2 separate regions of the Rattus norvegicus genome follow, and region 1 is linked to region 2. A link is a contact called in public Hi-C data. All regions are on one chromosome and are shown on one strand. The core of a region is the stretch at or near the end of the contact, and the rest is flanking DNA. Distances in the headings are between cores, read along the strand shown. Region 1 overlaps Zbtb20 (zinc finger and BTB domain containing 20). Region 2 overlaps Zbtb20 (zinc finger and BTB domain containing 20).

The links. Hi-C and Micro-C count contacts between places; a contact is called where the count stands out from the background.
Region 1: a Hi-C map of liver shows a contact between it and region 2, with 4 times the contacts expected there. The contact joins two enhancer-like sites. A contact is called at or near these places in 7 of 12 Hi-C or Micro-C datasets (the Rat2 cell line, kidney, liver and 2 more) and 1 of 1 datasets of contacts at active chromatin or transcription factors (oligodendrocytes).

What each region holds. Positions count from the first base shown.
Region 1 is chr11:70,730,086-70,736,292 of GRCr8, reverse strand. Zbtb20 (zinc finger and BTB domain containing 20) reads left to right here. Exons shown (of 11, transcript NM_001105880.2): 6 at 56-95. Among named protein-coding and RNA genes, the nearest start is that of Mir568, 170 kb to the right of the region's middle. Within about 2 kb of position 1,847, at least 67 of the 93 cell types and tissues checked have an H3K27ac peak or open chromatin away from gene starts, as enhancers often do. A contact at or near this core is called in liver, where this site is marked.
Region 2 is chr11:70,625,837-70,632,187 of GRCr8, reverse strand. It overlaps Zbtb20 (zinc finger and BTB domain containing 20), which reads left to right. Exons shown (of 11, transcript NM_001105880.2): 7 at 660-759. Among named protein-coding and RNA genes, the nearest start is that of Mir568, 69 kb to the right of the region's middle. Within about 2 kb of position 4,382, at least 52 of the 93 cell types and tissues checked have an H3K27ac peak or open chromatin away from gene starts, as enhancers often do. A contact at or near this core is called in liver, where this site is marked.

The DNA of each region.
Region 1 (6,207 bases), core at 598-3,097, 110 kb before region 2:
TTCCCTGCTGCATTAGATTTTATATTTAATTCTTTGTCTTTTCTTTCATTTTCAGTTCCTTGACCACCAGTCTGTTGCCTGTTTCTGCTCTTCATGTGAGTAAAAGTGGCTTCTTTACCTTTAAGAAAACAAGTGTTAAATTTGTGCAAATGCTGGGTTTTGGTGTCATGTTTCCTAGTTGACTTCACTGTGGTGTCCAGCATCCATGGTTAGTGCTTTTCCTGCTTGGAGCCAAGTCGGGTGGTAAACTGGTAATCTGCCCTCTGTGAGGGAGCGGCAGCCCAGCCATTGTCCTCTGAAAAGCCTGCCCTTTCCCTCCTGCAGCTGCTATTTGCAGAAGTCCTGCTCTTCTGAACTGAAGCTTACAGTCCACAGTCAGATCTCAGCAACAGTTGGGCTTTGCTCCTCTGTCAATCAATCCGCAATTATTTATTCTGCAGTTATTCACTCGTCCCTAGGTCCAACCATTTTTAATTTTAACTTCTAGATCAGAGCTTTCATTTATTGACAAAATTTATAATATCCTTTTACCAAGAAGTACAAGCCTGAAAAGTAAATAGGCTAAAAAATTTGTGTAAAATTATAAAGTCTAGGAAGAAAAATAAAAGAAATCCAGGATTCATATGTGCCTGCAAGTTTATAGAATGTACCATTTATTTTCAGAAAAAAACTGGAAATTTTTTAGGGGAATAAAAATAAGAAATGGGGAAAATGATTTAAAATGAAAAAGAGAACATTTATTATTTAAAGACCAAACCAGGCTGCACTGAGCAGATTTGGATAAATATTACTTTGGACTGCTTATAAGAGATTCTGGGGTAATGAAATCAAATAATCAAGTCACTACCAGAAGGCAGCACCTAAGAAATCCTACAGAGACAGGCAGTCAGTTCATATCCTAAGTAACCATGGGGATCCTGGTAGTTGCATCTTCCTTTGTCCCTTATTCACTTTGTCACCAACCAACCTCTTCAAGTCTTTTCTTCCTCTGTGATTCCTGTGTTGCACTGGTTTGTACGGACAGGGGCAGGAGCGGGGCGACCCACACGTGCGTGGCTTTCACTTTCATTCCTAGAAGCCTGCAGCAAATTTAAGAAAGCAGAATGCAGAGGAAGATGCTAAGGCTAAAGTTGAATGTGACATTTTATCTGGCATAGAAAGGAGATTGATTAGACTCCACAAAGACTGGTGCTGTGTTATACAACAGGGCTCCGTCCTACCTGGCCTTAAGCCTTCTCATTCCCTATTCATTCTCCGTGTTGGTATAGTGGGTCAGCTAATGCTTGGGAGGATGTCAGTGTGCATGCTCATGGTTACCACTGTGTGCCTTCCTATCCTTCCCCTTCGTTACCTAGCACTGCATATTTCTAGTGCTCTGACTGGCAAATCATTTTGTAACAGCTCTTTTGTGTAAAAACAGTTCACATAATAGCTCAGTGTTAGACAAGGCATTAATCCTCACATCACCAAGATGAGTCAGCACGAGGCGATGTACTTCTGCCCGCCTAGCTCAGCTATTATGACGTCAGTGCTTTAGGGCAAGCATCAGGCACAAACTGTATAGGAGACCTATGTTACCTAGTAGAAATCAAGTTGGGAGGCCTCTAATTGAAAGGCTGTGTCGGCCTCGTAAGAAAATGTGAAGCTAATTCTGTGCTACATCAGCAGAGCAGTTTCTGGAGAATTTTTTTTTTTAAAGCAGAGTAAGGCTGGGAAAAAGAAAAACCTGTAACAAGCTAGTAGTCCCTTCATGTACTCATGACCTTGTCCCACCCCCAGTCAGGCTGTATGCTTGCTTACTTGACTTGTTAGAAATCCTCGAGTTGCCTTTATGCCAGCAGGATAACAGGGCCAGTAACAGTCCTGTGTCCTCAAGTGCCCCCACAGACACAGCTGATGGCTCCAGGGGTGGTACTCTAGAGGCCGATCAGAAGCAAAGGAAAAGTTCCTTGGGAACAAACCAGAACATTATCCCCCCCAGTGCCTCTCATTCCCGAGTGCCTCCTCAATGACCTCCTCTGGACAGGTGCAGAACTCAGCCTGTTTGACCTTCTGTCCTTGGCACTGCATCCAGTGTCCGAATCTGGAATTGACCCAGATTTAAATAGGAGTTGAATAGCTGCCACGATTTCCTGCAAGAGTTTTCTGTCCCATTATTCTTCAGCAGAAACAGAAAGGAAAACTCCACAACCTACTATGCTGCCTCAAAGCAGATGACACAGATAGCCCTGTTTGGGAAGCCCAGTTTGTGTCAGCGAGGCTTCTCTGAAAATCAGACCCAGATATGAAGTTCTCTTGACAGTCCTTTACAATATTAAAAGTTAATCATCAGCGGGGTGATAATGTGATACTGACATTCTCTGTCATTCTCTGTCAAAAAAAAAATACTGCGTCACAGCCTCCATGCCTCCCCGCCCCAGCTCACTCTCGCCCAAGCCGGTCACCAACCCCTGTGATGACTACCGCAAAATGCCTTAGTGCTGGAATTTTCCACCTTCATTAGATTTCTAGTGGTCTCCTCCCATGCTTCTAAGAGCCACTACTACTGCTTGGCTTGGTTTTGATTAATTATGCACACTTCTTTATTTAGTTTTCAGTCAACAAACGTTTATAGAAAGCCTGTAACAGAGCTTGGTTCTGGGAACTCCAAGATAAATGAGAAATGCCACCTTTCATTAAGACTGGCACAGTCTGGGGTTGAGGGGACAGCTCATGCTAGAGTACTTGTAGTAGAGCTCAGTGAAGTGGAGCAGGAGTGCAGGCCTGGGCTTGCCGCATAGCAATACAAAAAGAGAAAGAAGAAAGCCCTCAGTGTTCTAGGGAAGATGACCATGTGGGTAAAGGCTGTTTGTGAAAGGCACTGGAATGCAGGTATCTTCAAGTGCCTACCCATACAGAAGGTTCAAGCTGACTCACGAACTGAAAATAGTTACTAGGGGTTTACCAAGTGGGCACAGGAGGAGAGAAAGAAAAGGGTTCGTTGTCAGAGAAGACAAGAGCATTTAAAGGTGAGGTGGCATCAAGTAACAGCCAGATCTAGCTACTGAGTTCTCTGGTGTGCTACAGTGTGCTAGACGGGAGTCAAGTGAAGGGGCCTCTGATGCCAGGCAAAGGAGTTTAGAATTGATCTTGCACCCCTGCAGATATTTTAAAGAAACCTAAGGAAACTGCACGAGGCCTGAACTGTGCAGTGGGTGGAGACGAGAGGTCATTTCAGAGTGCTGACTCAGGCATTAATATTTGCGTAACTCAGGCATATCTTTGCCCTGCTGCACAATGCTTGCCTTGCCCTCTAGGAGAAATGCTGATGTGATTGTGGTGTCAAACTTAAAGCCAAACATCCTGACAGGCGCCCCACTGAAGGCCTCAGTCGAACATCGCACTGAGCTCCTCCTACTAGTCCTGAGATACACAGGGTTCTTCTGCCCGCAGAGAGCAAGGGATAAGAGGAAAGAGAATATAAGAGACAAAAGCATTTTTAAATAATGGCTCTCTAAAGTCAATCAATCCCCGATTTCCTGTCATTTTTCCATTGCTGCCTTTTTCTAAGCAAAATTTCTAAGCCATTGAACTGAATTGCAACTTATACACAGCCGGGTGTTGAAACAATTCAGTATATTCACTCCTTCTCTCTGAATTAGAGTTCACCATAAGTGTGCTTTTCTCTCGTTCACTTTGGGCTGCCAGGACAATTTAAAGGAGAATTTCAGCAGCTTGTGTCTCACGTACCATGTTCTCTTTGCAAACTGGAGTATATGCGTGGGTGTGTTTAAGTTGTCTCTATATTGCTTTCTAGAAAGGTTTGAGAAGATGTACAAGATGAAGAGTAGGGACCTATTAAAAACCCAGATCCCCCAGTGACCTGAGTGCAGAACGTAGGCTGGTGATCAGATGGTCAATTATGTGTTTGTCAAAACACAGTGGGCTGCATTCCAGACTGCCAGCTTTGGAGGCCCAGCTTCTGCCAACCAAATGTCATCTGGGAACATGCAACACTGGGCACTGTGAAGGAGTTTGAAATAGACCATGCCACAGCCAACCTACTGCCAGTCTTATAGCACCAATATGGCGTGCACAGCCGGGCCCCACGTTTCAGAGCTCAGGAATTCACTGTACTCCATTCAAGGGGTCAGATGGGTTCATGTTTTCAAAGCCTATGTTCCCTGGTTTGAACACTGCGACTTGTTCCTCAGCAATTTCCAAGGGATTTTTCCCGTCACATCTCTGTGGAAACCTCTCTTTCTGTGGTGCTTATGAGAGCCTTGTTAAATGTCCCAGAGGAGAGGGGTAAAAACAAACCAGCTCTCACAATGACTGTGACTCTTATAAGGGATTCCAAATCTAAGGAAATTACATTAAAGGTGCATAGCTTTTAAAATATCAGGAACCACCTTGGCAACTTATAAAAAGCAGAAGGGCTTTGCCTATTTTATAAAGTGATTTGCATATACCTGCATAAATAATGTCCCCACCTGTACTTTTATGCATTTAGGTTGAATAAATTAAATTCAGTGATCTTTAAAATATTCTGTGTCTTTCATTGCTCAGACACCATTTCCAAGAGCCTCTGTCTTCACCCCGCCCTGCCCCGTGATCGTAGTGCCTGTTTGTTCGTTCATCTCTTGGCTAATTCTGAGAACTAAAGTACACTGCACACCAGTCTACAACAACCAGAAACAGTATCGTCCTCTGCTTGAACTTCTCTTTCCCTTGCTATCATGGGGCCACGTGTTACTTATTTTCACAAGTCAGTGGAAGAGTATACTATTAATGTGAAAGCAAAGCCCGAGAAGGGATAAACACACAGTTCAGAGATGTTAGCCTTACAGCATGGTTATATTAGCCTTCCTTTCTTCCCTTCTCCCTTCTTTAGCTCCCATGCTGTTTCTCTGTCTCTCATAAGGTCTCATTATGTAGTACTGGGCTGCCGTAATTGGATTCATCCTTGCTTTCCTTGGCCATCGCCATGATCTTTCAGAAACTGCCTGTCTACCAACTCCTATCAGTTATAACGTGGGTCTTCACATCCAAGCCTGCTCAGTAGAGCAGCCATAGCCACATTCACCTACAAGATGCTCAGCATGTGCTGCTGTTTGAGAACAATCGTATTTGATGGAACTAAAATGCACAGTTGTTGTGCTTGCTTGTAATAAAGGAACTTGAGGTTGAGTTTAAAAAAGAAGTTAAAACTATTGAGTGTTTTTTATATGCATGTAAGACTATAAATGACTAAATTCCAAATGGAATGCTATAATCCAGAAAGTTTTATAGGTTTTAATCTCAAAATTGTGCCTTTTTAGCTGAAATTTTTCATGTAAAATACGATTTGACTGGATCTTGAAAAATGAATAAAATGTAAAAAGGAAAAAAAAGTAAGATAATGATATTTGAAGCAAAAACATAACCTGAATGTTGGAATCTTGAAGTGGTCCTTAAGTAACACTGGCTTTCCTCAGTCAAGATCTAAGACTTGATCTTAGAAGGAGAGGAAGATAAAAGGCCTAAGAAGTAACCCACCAGCTAAAAGCATCAGTAGAGCAAGCTTTGCTGCCTACATTCAATCCCCAGAACCCATATACAGGCGCAGAACAGCACCTCCTCCACAGTCATCCTCTCTCTCTCTCTCTCTCTCTCTCTCTATCTATCTCTCTCTATCTATCTATCTCTCACTCTCTCGCTCTCTTGCTCTCTCGCTCTTCTCTCTCTCACACACACGCCATATACATGTATACAATAGAAATTAATTAATACACAAGTAAAATTTCAAACAATAAAAATGGTAACAGAAAATAATTTTATAACTGCTGGTTGGAAAGTGTAACATAGTGGTTAAGTCAAAACGAGCTCTTGACCCTCATGCCATCACTTTAAACTTTTAAAAACATGAGAAAATATATGAAGATAAGAAAGCACCTTGTCAAGTCACTAATTTCACTAGTGTGAGTAGGAAAGAAAGAAGAAAGATACTAAAATCCTGCCCATACACAGTTCGATATCCCGTTGGATCCGGTTTGAAACGCAAACCAAGGACTATCTTATTAATAGGATGACTCATCTCTGCAGAGCAGAATAAAAAATAAGGTAAGAAAGAGGCAAGACAGGGTTAGAAAACTAATTTGAAAACTCGGTATAAAGAAAGTACATTCTTACTAACCCCCAGAAAGCCTGAAAAGTGGAGAAGTAAGGAAGATAGAAACCTGAAACTAG
Region 2 (6,351 bases), core at 3,133-5,632:
GCTCGGAAGCAGAGAATAAAATGGTAGCTCACATAGGCTACAGGGATGTTGTTCAAAGAATGCAAAATTTTATTTGAGACAAGACAAATAAGTTCAAAGATTTTTTTTCTCTTTCTTTTCTCCATTCTCTTCTTCTAGGCAGCTGCTGAGACTTACAGTTTGCCTGCCCTAAGATCTAAAATAAAATAAAAAAAATAATGATTATCTCCACAAAACATAAATAAGTGAGGAAATATATATGCTAATTAGCTTGATTTGTCGATCCCACAATGAATACAAATCTGAAAACATTGAGCTAACATTCTATTTGCTACAGATAGGTATAATTTGTGTTGACTAACAACCAACCAATACATGGAAACCACGGAATGATGCTACTCCCGGTCTCTCCCTTCTGATCCCCACTCAGCTTCCCAGAGCCACTCCATCTGCACTGCCGGGGTGCTCTGATGTCGGAGACCATCCCAGGAGTCAGCAGAGACACTACAGGGACAAAGCCCCTCTCTGGCTTGCCACCTTCTGGAGCCAAGATGAAGGACCAGCTGCAGCCATGTTCCTTAGCTCATCTCTCTTAAACAGTTAAACAAACGAACAAAGCTTTCAATAGCCATGTCCTACTCAGTTAATGACCCGTTTGTGTTGTTGTTTGTTTATGCTAGATGCAGCCACTCTCTGTCCCCTGCCCCAATGAACATCTGCACTAGGCCCAAGCCTTGGAGTGATTTACTGAAGAGTAACGCCAATTATCTGGAAACTACTGTAAGTACATTATGCCCCTAGTGAACTAGTTTACTTTGTTTAATAGGTGGTGGTGGTGGTGGTGGTGGTGGTGGTGGCGGCGGCGGCGGCAGGGGTGGTAATGGTGGTGGTGAACCACACAGTTGTAAAAGCAGGTAAAATTTCACACAGCTTCATCTCTCAGGTTCAGCAAGAGCGACCAGTCCTAACACCCGCAGTAGTGTTCAGCTACCAGCACTCACGGCATGCATACCTGGCTAGTGTCCTCCCCGCCCATCTGTTGTGGTTATGTCGTTCTGGATCTCTGTACACCCGGCAGGAATAGAGCTGTTCTGCTTGGTCCTGTGTGCTACTCCCCAAGATGGGTGCGGCTCTTCTCCCTGTGTACTTAGCTCATTGTTTACTGGTCTGTAGAATCTCATGTCATCCTGGTCAAGTCTGTGAGCCAGCTCAGTTTGCCCTCATGAACTCTGGAATACATACATACCAGACTGTTGTCTCCCTGCAAGTGCAACAGCCAACCAAGGCTTGCCTTTGGGACTCTGGGTCCCTTCCACCATATTTCCAGCCAATCCTACCAGCTCTGTTCTCCCTCTGCGGTGCATGGCTCTGTGCAGCTGCTTGGGTTCCTTGTACACTGGGTATTTCTATATAAATATAGCTCTCACAAGAAAGTGTACAGAAATAATGAAAAATTATTAACTAATTATATTTAAACTAACAGATGAATATATGCTTTTTTTACACTAAGAAAGTCCAAAAGTTTGAATTGTTTAGACGCTATGCATGTAAAATAATTATACATGGACTCTCACTTTAATTGTACTTAGAGTTTTTCTGGATAGTATGAGACAGGTAATGGGATGACTTTTTACTGAAGTCTCTGTTACTAGAAAACACTAAACCTGGGAGGCTAATAATCTTCTTAGGTGCCAGGTAGGACTGTCACATTCATATTACGTATGTCTTTAGCTTTTAGCATGCCTCAAAACCAAAGAAATGAAGCTGGACTTGTGTTTTTCGTCTTTTCCCCTGTAAAGCGTTTGGTCTCGTGCATGGTGTTGGTGGTAGCTAGTATGCAGCTGATGGCCAGGCCAAGGTGGGGAGTGAAGGGCGTTGAGGACTGGGGACTGATGGCATGAGAGGAGACCTACACTGTTTCTTCAGTGTGTAAGCATACAGGGGACTTGCTTGTATAGTTTATCCTCACGCTGAAGTGCAAGAAGTGCATACTTCTCACGTCTGAATAGTGTCTCATGTCTGACTTCTCTTTCAACATAGAGTAAAGCCTGGGCCAGTAGAGCAGCCATGCTCGGGTGTAGCATGATACCAAGGTGGCTATATTCTTTGCAGCTCCTACATTCTTGTGCTGCAGAGAACTCTGACCTAAGAATTGGGGTCTTTCTTGGAAATTGCAAGGAAGTCTACAGTCACCTGTTTAGTCACAGAAAAATATTTCATCTTCTCCTGAGCTCCAGAGATGGGGTGGACTGAGTTACAAACCCAATAGTCTGTGCTGTTCAGTAACTGCTTCCTTACACAAACAAAAGAAATAATCCCTAAGGTGGGAAAAATATAAAAATGTGAACTTTGAACCAGTGTGCCCCTTCCTGGGACGGCTGGCTCTCCGTGCCTGTTCTCACTGTTTGAAAGGTAATGGTGAAGCAGTGCTGGATTTGAACACATTACCTGCGCACGTGTTCAGGCCTGCCTACTGACTCACTGTTGTGATAATTAAATGAGATGGTGTATATATAGGGTCTGGCACAGCAGAGCTGAGTATGTCTACTCAATTCACTAAGATTTACTGAGCGTTCAGTGGGTGTCGCTATTCTGGGCACTGCATTATGTAGCAAGGAACACAAACAGAGCCCCACTTATTCAGTTTCCCTGCTCTATAAATGGCAAACAGACAAAATAGATTCATGGAAGCTAACAGGACTGATGTGATTGTATTTTGCTTTTTCCTTCCAGAAAGTATTGAGGACCAGGGTAAAGGAAATGCTAATGTAGAGGGGAAGCAGTAGATGCCAACCCATCTCCCATTCCCTGTCCTAAAGCATGATCCAGTGGCCTCTCAGGACTCCAGTGCCTGGGCTCACATGTTCTCAAGCTTCCCTTAGAATCGGGCCAAAGAAGACTTCCTTCCGGGACAAGCAAGCAGTCAGACTATAAGGCCCCACCCCAGGGCCATGCTGACTCCTTCACAGAAGGTGCCTGCCCTTGCCTTCCAGTTTAACTGACTCAGGAATGAGATCCACAACTCTCTGTTGTTTTGTCTCTAGAGCTTCACCATGCCTAGAGTGTCCGTTAGTCTCACCTGACCTCGGGACACGGACCCTTCATTCAACTCCCTTCAGTTAAAACTTTCACATGGGCCATTATTTCCTGCCAGCATACTGACAGTGGTGAGGCAGGAAAGACACTGAAAAAAAGATTGTAAATCAGCCCTGCCAAGAAGAAGGGGGGAAAAGATTGAGGTAATAAAATGCTTTAATCATGAAAACATTTTAAATTAATGTGAGAATACTAGGCCAAGTCATGGAAGGATAAATTGTAAGAAGGCGTGATAAGCAAGAGTCCTTTAGGTTGGTGTCCGTGAATAGGCCACAGTGTTCAAGCTGATGGGCTACTGCAGCTTGCTTGACCCTCAACGCTGAGGACCTCTCAACACAGCCACAGCAATGACGTGCGTGAGCAGAAGGGGGCGATAACATTCCTTCTCCATCCACAATAGTTAGCCCTGAGCCAGACATTCAAAACGCTGCTACGATGAAGAAGCCTTACTCACAGCTAACGTGAACACCACAGAACTAGTATTTTTCCAAATGCTCCACTATTGAGCACTTGGTTCTGGACCAGCACTGTGCTAAGCACAACCTGCCTCATCTCCTTTATTCTTACCCACAGCCCATAGCTGGAAGAGGCATCACTGTTCCCATTTTATAGATGGGGAAGATAAAGGCTCAGAGATGCAGAATACCCTGTCTTGGGCACATGGCTACTAGCTAGTGGAGCTCACTTTTCCTAAATTCCACTCTCCAGGTAGGAGTGTTGGTAGCATTTACTTCATCCCCTCTGCCATCGCCAGGCACTGTACAGTTAAGGAGCAGAGTACATAGGGAAATGGTTACGACTCCAAAAAGGCATCACGATCTAAATTATCTTGATCCAGCGACTGCGTAATTATTTATCAAAGGGAGGTTCTGACTAATTCTTTCCTATCCAAGCAGGCTGATAAGCAGAAAGCTTGTTAATGTGCAGACGAGGGTGGGAGCCCAGTGGAAGGAGAGAGGGAGAAAGATGGGAGAGAGCACTCGCCTCTCAACAGACCCTGGAGACTGATAAGAGCTCACATGGATAAAATATTTATTTTTCCATATGTTGCAGAAAGCAGTGCTGCCACTGTGTGTGTGCAGTGTGTGCGAAGGAGTGTGAACTGTATACATCCAACACCACCGATCTGCCTAATTTCCATGCATTTAACAGGCTTAATACCTAACAGCGCGTCCATATGTTTTAATGCATATTTCTCTGCACAAACAATATGGTCTAGTTCGGGAAGAGCCAACATCCTCCACAGCCTCACTCACTGCTATGTTTCAGCCCTAAACTTACTGCCGGGGCCAGCACAGGGAGAGTTAAAAGCCAGAAGGTTCTGCTGGCTAGCACAGCTGCCCTTCACCTTAAACGCCTTCCTATTTCTTAAAGCAGCCTTTTTCTCATAACAAAAATGTTCACAGTGGGGAGATGAAAATGTTTTTGTTCTCTTTGGACAATTGGGACATGTTCAGTCAGAATGTCAGAACTGACCGTTGAAAGGCGGGTGCCTGCGGCCACACTTTTTTCTCTCTTTCTTTCTTTCTTTCTTTCTTTTTTTTTTTTTTTTTGAATGCAGAGCTGCACCAGAGTGGCGGGAGGAAGTGCACAATGATTGGCCTGTTTTTCTGTGGAAGTGTTCAGGGTACACCCAGCTTTGCTTTGCATATATTTACGAAACATCTGCCCTTTTCTTGTTCTGAAGTCTCTCTCCCTCACAGCCCCATTTCCCCTCTCCCCCGGGTTTTTCTTTGTTGTTGTTGGCTTCTCTGACTTCTTCGAAGTTTTCATTTTCCGGTCGAGGGGCGACCTCATCAGAGTGTATAATTTTGAGAGAGAGGGAGAGAGGAAGAGGGAGAGAGAGAGGGGAGAGAGAGAGAAGAGAGAGAGAGAGAGAGAGAGAGAGAGAGAGAGAGAGAGAGAGAGAGAGAGAGAGAGAGCGAGCGAGCGCACAGCAGTCAGGGAGAGAACAAACTTGAAAGAGACTGCGAGGCCAGAGAGAGCTTGGCAAACCAACCTTTGGCATGGTGACCAGGAGGAAGGTTCTGGTAGGAGTTTAGGCTCTGAAATGCTGCCTGGAGTCAGCCAGTGTACTGCTGCCCTCTACAGGAACCAGGGGATAGTGCAAGCTACTCAGGCTAGTACAGACTTGTCCTCAGATGTGCCATGTTTGTACAATCCTTTTTGTGCAACCAGAGAAGGCATTTTCGGTTAATTACAAGAGAGTTTGCTCTTTCCTCCTGATAAACCACAAACTGAAAAAAATGGGTCATAGAACAGCACCTGTGCATGTCAGACAGTCTGCCGCTTTGTGTTAATATTTCTTGGCTTCAGAGAAAGGAATCCCAAAGAATTATGAAAGAGGTTGGGATAGGAGAGGAAATGCTACAACGGACAGTGTGCAGTGCTCTCGGCTGTTGGAAAACGGCCATGGTAAAAGGAGAAATGAAGTGATAGGAAGCAAGAAGGGGAAGGAGCCAGGTAGGTTGGTTTTGAATATGTTCTACTCACAGAGGTGGCTACAGTGCTCCTGTGCCGTGGACAGCCTCCAAAGGTGGGACGCCAAATATCAGGCAAGGGTCAAAATCTAATACAGGACAAGAAGTAAGGGCATAAACAGTGCAATTTCTCTAGGGTTAGAACCACTGGGTGGCTTTGCAGTGCGCCGGTGTAGGAGTGTACCCTTAATTCTCTGAACCACATTTCAAAAGCTAGCTGAGGCTTTGTCTGTAAGTATTAGGGACCATTTTCTTTTCTGCCACATGATAATGGCCATTGGTGTTTTGTCCCTATATTTAGGTGAATTACCAGGACCAGCCACTCTTATTAAATACTCTTCATGTAATCAATGACAAAGTAACCAATCCAGGTTGATTCTACTGCTGCATAAAACGAGGAAGTTTAATTGAGATTCAGACTGGGACTGGTCTCCAGGTATACTTAAATTTCAGCTATGTTTCATTCCATCAGGAAACAGCTCTTAAATGGCTGCTGTGTATACGTTGCCCTGATTCACAATATAGAACAGACAGTAACTCCGGGAGGACAGGACCCAGATTGCTCAGCTTCTGTGGTCCATCACAGCCATGTAATATCTGGAGGATGAGTGCATGGCTGAGTGAATGGGGAGGGGAGCAGAAAGGCAGAGTGAAGAAATGGATGAACACCAGAAACCGGGCAACTACTAAGGTATCCCATTCCACAGAAAGTCCATTCTCTCAGAGAGCCAATAGCACGTAACTAGCCATTACTGGAATAAGAGTTAGTAAGATAAGAATACAGCAAGCAATGAGG